2 separate regions of the Pan troglodytes genome follow, and region 1 is linked to region 2. The links are chromatin contacts, called in public Hi-C maps. All regions are on one chromosome and are shown on one strand. Each heading gives the region's core, a stretch centred on a gene start, on an enhancer-like site or on the middle of the called end of the contact. The rest is flanking DNA. Distances are from core to core; before and after follow the strand shown. Region 1 overlaps URB2 (URB2 ribosome biogenesis homolog). Region 2 overlaps GALNT2 (polypeptide N-acetylgalactosaminyltransferase 2).

Region 1 (2,840 bases), core at 40-2,539, 610 kb before region 2:
CCCTTTACTATGTGTATGTATATAGATGTGCATATAAATATATATAGTAGCTAAATTGGATCATAAATGCATTTTTTTAAAGTTACCTTTTTTCCTGTGTAATATTTAAGTAACTCTGGGTCAGTGAAAACATTCAACATATATTTTTTTTGGCTGCATAGTAGTCCATTGAGTAGATATTGTTGTTTTATTTAATAAGTACCCCATGGTTAGACATAGTTATCTTTCCAAATTCCCTTTTATAGATGGTGCTTGCAGCTGAATTATTTTCAGAAGATGAATTCTCATGAGTTGTATTATTTGTCAGAAAACCACATCATTTTTAAAGGATTTATATAAATATTGCCAAATTGCCCCCTAGAATATGTACTAATTTATTTTCCTGCTAGTGAGTCAACTTTAATATTATTGATTTTTGTTTCTTTGTGCTTCCTTGATAGGAGAGAGATGTTATTCTGTTTTGAATTTGTTTAATTACTAAGAGATTATACATTTTTCACATTTACCATTTTTATTTCTTATGTAAATTATGTTTATATAATTATCTTTCTTCTGTAATAGCACATTTCTCAATTGGGATATTTACTATTACTCACTATCTTTGTGGGAATCATGTTGGAATTCCCTTTTTAATTAGTTCAAAATGCAGACTTTTAAAGTTATTTGAAGGATCATCCTTAAGCAAAGGCTTTTTTTTCTAACACTATATTTTCAAGCAGATGTGATTGGAGCAGACAATATGAAATGAATGTCTTTGATACCTAAGAGAAATGGCCCTTGTTTTATGCCCCACATTTGATTTTATTTCCTGTGCTATCTTGTGGGGGCTGGGGGACAGTCCTGCCTTATGCACTGCACATGTCATCTGTTCCCTTCCCTTCCTCATCTAGACTGTGTGTGCAGAGGGCCTTTCGAAGCTCTGGCCACCAGAAATGTCTTCGGCTGGTCTGGCATCCTTTCGCTTAATGCTTTGTGTTGACAGAATTTTGTTTCTGTAGTAAACTCCCTGCAGGAGCCCGAAGAGAGTCTGGTGGCGCCATTTCTTGTTCACAATTGGAGCGGGCGACCTTTCAAGGACACGAGCTGTAAACAAGCGGGAGCTAAAACACGGTCTTAGGTTTGCCTCTGGTTCAAGTGCCCAGACTGGAAGCTCACTGTCTCCGAGGCCTTCATGGAGCCATGGCTAGTTTTTCCTGTGCTGAAAGTTCTGAAGGCCAGAGGTGAGGGGACCATCCTTTCCCCCTGCCTTGGGAATGCTGGGTGAGCTGACGAACGTGGAGCAGTTCATCAGGCGTCCTGGTGGTGGCACTGCAGGGCCTTTCGAAGGGAGTTGGCAGCTGCTGCCAGGTAGTCAGCCTTGAAGGAAGGGAAGGCAGAAAAGAAGGCTGGGACTCCACCTCCTCCCTGCACAGCTCTGAAGGGCTCTCTGCTGTGTTCCCATTTCTGGGGAAGCAGTCACAGGTTCCTCACAGTCATTTCTATTTGAACTCTAAACGCTCCTCAGCAAAGAATTTGTTTTAACTCCATTTTGCTGATTCATAGGGTAGAAGAAACATGTTTCTGGCTGGCAAATATGGAGGCTCTGTTGTTCATTTTTATCCTGTTAGAATAGACCTCACAAGCAAAGAGAGTTGGCCCAGCCAGCTCTCCACATGGCAGAGTTGGGGACTCAGCTTGGGGAACGGCAAAATGCTGGGCTTCAGAGAGACTGTCCCCACTGGACTTGCTGTGGCTCCAGACCCCCATCACCTGACAGATGTGCATGAATCACCTGTCTGTACCAGGCACGGAGACATGGCCGTGGTCCTCAGGGAGCTTTCTAGTAGAGGACATTGACAATGAGCCAGGAAACAAATAGGCCAGGGGGTGATCACGGGGTTGGCAGCAAAGCAGACAAGTTCAGTGGCTGGAGAAAGAGGTGATATTTGAACTGAGACCTGCCTGGGTGGTGAGAGGCGCCCCTGGAAGGGCCTGGGGTGCTGATCCTTAATGCCTGCACTGAATCCATGTGGCAGCCTGGTTTTGGCTGAGAGCGGACACCTGAAGGGAGGGGTGGGCGTAAGGGGAGTTGGGCGAGAGAAGGCTCAGCAGGGTGACTTTGCCTGGGATGTTGCCTTGGGCGGTCCTGGACAGTAGTACATCAGGGGGCCCCCAATGGCACAGACAACACACAGCCCCGTTGACCTTGCCCTTGACCGCTGCTTGTGGGCCACAGTGGGTGGGTCTCCTTCACAGCCTGTCTTCTGCAGCTTCCCGGACTCAGCCTCCTACAGTAGCTGTGGAAACTGCCCAATGTTAAGGAGTGATGTGAAGTCTCCAGAAAAAAAGACAGCAAAGAGGGGGTGTGTACTGGAAGGGATTTGGGGGAGTTTTTTTTTTTTCGGTTTCTCTTTTTCATTTTTCTTTGGAGACAGGGTCTCGCTCTATTGCCTAGGCTGGAGTGCAGTGGTGCAATCCTAGCTCACTGCACCCTCCAACTCCTGGGCTCAAGCGATCCTCTTGTCTCAGTTTCCCAAGTAGTTGGGACTACAGGTGCACACCACCACAACCAGCTAATTTTTAAGTTTTTAGTAGAGATAGTCTCACTATGTTGCCCAGGCTGGTCTGGGACTCCTGGCCTCAAGCAGTGCTCCCTTCCTTGGCCTCCCAAAGTGCTGGGATTACAGGTGTTAGCCCCTGCACCCGGCCCTGGTTTCTCATAACTCATAGAGGTAACTTTGATTTATTGCCAGCATGCCAGGCTATAGCCTCCTTTATGTCTCATAAAAGCCACTGTAGAGGCAGCAGCAGTGTCGTTTTTGATTCCTCATCCCCTTGTGCAACTTCTGAACACTCTCCTT
Region 2 (3,217 bases), core at 77-2,576:
TAGCCTCTGGGCTGTGAGGACACTCCCCAGGGAGCAGGCTTCAGGTGTGGGTGCACACACAAGCCAGCCTTCGGCTATAGCCTGATGGACCAGTTTTAGGTATTTCACACTGTAGCAGGTCAGCCCCCCTGGGTACTCGTCACAGGCCCCACCCGTGTCAGGAGTCACCTGGAGGAAGGAACCCATACAGGGGGAGGGAAGAACAAAGACAGTGGAAGACGAAGCGGGTGAAAGGAGGAGGAGCCAGCTGGTATTGGTGGGGTGGGCAGAGGCGGAGGGGAAGGTGCCATCCCCACCGTGTCTATGCTTCTGTGTCCTTGTAGCTCCTCCATCCAAGACCCTGCTGTTAACTGTGTTCTCAGTCACTGCTGGGAAGCGGGGGACCCAGGGGACTCACTCAGAGGTGATGGAGGGTGCAGTGCGGTGCTGCTGTGGGTCCCGTTGTGGTCCAGGTGTGACTGGAGGAGGCGTCTCCGCAGGCTGTGTTCCTTCTACACTGATAACAGCGTGCTTATTTCCATGGTTTGGGCTTCGTTCTTGAGATCTGGAAAGCAGTGAGCTTGGGGAGAGATGTTTTATGTGTTTCCATCTAGAACCATAGTGAAAATCCACCGAAATGCCCTCAGAAAAGTGGAGCTCCGTGAGGGAGGGGGAAATGCTGGGTCTCATTCTCAGCAAGCTGGGTTTCATCTAAACCGGACAGATGGTGCTGCAAGGCTTGGTCGATCACACAGCATTAATGCAGATTTCACCAAATGCAGACATGTGGATAATTCGTGTAGGGTTGGGTGAAGCTTACCTCTGGTCTGTGGATGACAAAACGGACGAGGTGCCCACCCAGGTTCCGTACTGTCTGGGTGTTGGGCCTCTTGTGATCCCTGGCCAGCCTCACCTCCGTGTTTAATCTCTGGAGTTCCCACTGTCACCCTGCAGTGTTCTGATGATTTACGGAAGGTTGGAGAGGTCACTCCTTTCTGTGTCAGCGCCTCTGCTGGAAAGCGACACACCTTACGCTACAGCACATTAAACAGAAGCGTGTGCCCAAGGCCCCGGCCGAGAGAGTTCGTCATCAGAGTCTCCGGCCCCAGCTTCATCCCCTGTGCGTCAGGCTCTGTGACTGGCTCACCCCCCGCCAGCATTGCACCTTAATTACCGCACAGCTAGTAACACGAGACAGAGTCTGGGCCCTGTGGAGGTGGCAGGTCTACGGGAACCAAAGACTGTCTGTGTGGCTGCTGCCTGTGACCCTCCTCACCTGCCCTCAGGAGGACAGCCTGTGTCCCACCTTCAGGGCTGTGGCCCTCGCCCCCCGGTCCTGCCCAGTAGAGAGTCTCCAGGATTCCTCTCTGCACAGTGGGGGCACTGAGCAGAGGGCACAGTGCTGAGGGCAGCCACAGCACAGACCTTTGACACAGAGCGCCCGTTCCTCGCCTCTGCACCAACTTCAGGGGTCAGCAAAGGGCTGTGCCAAGGAGTGAACAAGATCGGGTCTGCAGGGCGTGTCTCCTGCTCTGCTTTTGCTTTTCCTTCTTGCTGTTGTGCAGCCATTACTGTTCTCACATGTGGGCTTTCCCTTCCTTTCCAGCAGTAAGTGCTGACTCCCTGCTCACTCTCTGTCCCCCTCCAATGGCCACATCCGGGGATTGCTCAGAGAACTTTTTTTTTTTTTTTTTTTTTTTTTTTTTGAGACTGTTTTGAGTTTGGCTGTGTTGCCCAGGCTGGAGTGCAGTGGTGCAATCTCGGCTCACTGCCACCTCCGCCTCCCAGGTTCAAGCCATTCTCCTGCCTCAGCCTCTCAAGTAGCAGGGATTACAGGCACGTGCCACCACACCCAGCTAATTTTTGTATGTTTAGTAGAGACGGGATTCCACTATGTTGGCCAGGCTGGTCTCGAACTCCTGACCTCAAGTGATCCACATGCCTCGGCCTCCCAAAGTGCTGGGGTTACAAGCGTGAGCCACCACAACCAGCCTGCCCAGAGAACTTTTACAAAATGCTGATGCCAGGTGCTATGCCCAGAGAGCCTGATCTAATTTGTCTAGGGTCAGAGGGCACCACCAGATCTCTAAGAGCTAACAAGTGATTCTAAATGAGGATTTGGCCTGGTGTAGTGGTACACACCTGTAATTTCAGCACTTTAGGAAGCCAAGGCAGGAGGATTGCTTGAGTCCAGGAGTTCAAGACCAGGCTCGACAACATAGGGAAGCTCCGTCTTTACAAAAAAAAAAAAAAAAATTAGCCAGTTGTGATGACCTGTGCCTGTAGTCCAAGCTACTCAGGAGGCTGAGATGGGAGGATTGCTAAAGCCCAAGAGGTCGAGGCTGTAGTGAGCTGTGATTGCACCACTACACTCCAGCCTGAACAACAGAGTGAGACCATGTTTCTAAAATAATGTAAAATAAATTAGGGTCGGGCACGGTGGCTCACGCCTGTAATCCCAGCACTTTGGGAGACCGAGGTGGGTGAATCACGAGGTCTGGAGTTCGAGACCAGCCTGGCCAACATGGTGAAACCCCGTCTCTACTAAAAATACAAAAGATTAGCTGGGCGTGGTAGTGGGCACCTGTAATCCCAGCTACTCGGGGAGCTGAGGCAGAAGAATCACTTGAACCCGGGAGGTGGAGATTGCAGTGAGCCGAGATCGCACCACTATACTCCAGCCCGGGTGACAGTGTGAGATTCTGTCTCGAAAAAATAAATAAAAATTTTTAAAAAATAGGAGTTGAGGAGCAAGGGTTTTCTAGTGGAAAGATAAACACATCAGCACATACAATGTGATGTGAGATGGCAGGATGACATGATGCATGTTACACCCTCAGCTTGGGAGCACCTTACTGCCTGGGCCAGTCTGGGGCCAGTGGGCTACTATCTAATCAGTACTTTCCAATAGAACCATGTGCTATGATGGGGATGCTCTACATCTGCCATTCAGTATATCAGCCACATTGTGGCAACTGGGCACTTGAAATATGACTAGTGTGAATTACAAGTTTAATTTCATTTCATTCTGGTGAATTTAAATGTAAATGGCCCTGTGTGCCCTGTAGCTAGCACATTAGACAGTACGGCTCAGATATTCCAGCTCACAAACCCACTGTGCGTGAGTCCTCTCTGAACCAACAGAAAGTGATGCTTTTTTGCATAGCGTGTGACACAGATGAGAAACGAGAGGGTAAGTAATATTTCCCAACTGAAAATAGGGCCTGGTGCTTTGGAA

Evidence for each region. Hi-C and Micro-C count contacts between places; a contact is called where the count stands out from the background.
Region 1: a Hi-C map of induced pluripotent stem cells shows a contact between it and region 2, with 2.9 times the contacts expected there. The contact joins two enhancer-like sites. A contact is called at or near these places in 2 of 7 Hi-C or Micro-C datasets (induced pluripotent stem cells and stem cell-derived neural progenitor cells).

What each region holds. Positions count from the first base shown.
Region 1 is chr1:19,530,865-19,533,704 of NHGRI_mPanTro3-v2.0_pri, reverse strand. It overlaps URB2 (URB2 ribosome biogenesis homolog), which reads left to right. Exons shown (of 10, transcript XM_001146910.7): 10 at 1-1,018. Among named protein-coding and RNA genes, the nearest start is that of URB2, 35 kb to the left of the region's middle. Within about 2 kb of position 1,289, at least 7 of the 24 cell types and tissues checked have an H3K27ac peak or open chromatin away from gene starts, as enhancers often do. A contact at or near this core is called in induced pluripotent stem cells, where this site is marked.
Region 2 is chr1:18,917,875-18,921,091 of NHGRI_mPanTro3-v2.0_pri, reverse strand. All of the region lies in intron 14 of GALNT2 (polypeptide N-acetylgalactosaminyltransferase 2), which reads left to right. Among named protein-coding and RNA genes, the nearest start is that of PGBD5, 160 kb to the right of the region's middle. Within about 2 kb of position 1,326, at least 7 of the 24 cell types and tissues checked have an H3K27ac peak or open chromatin away from gene starts, as enhancers often do. A contact at or near this core is called in induced pluripotent stem cells, where this site is marked.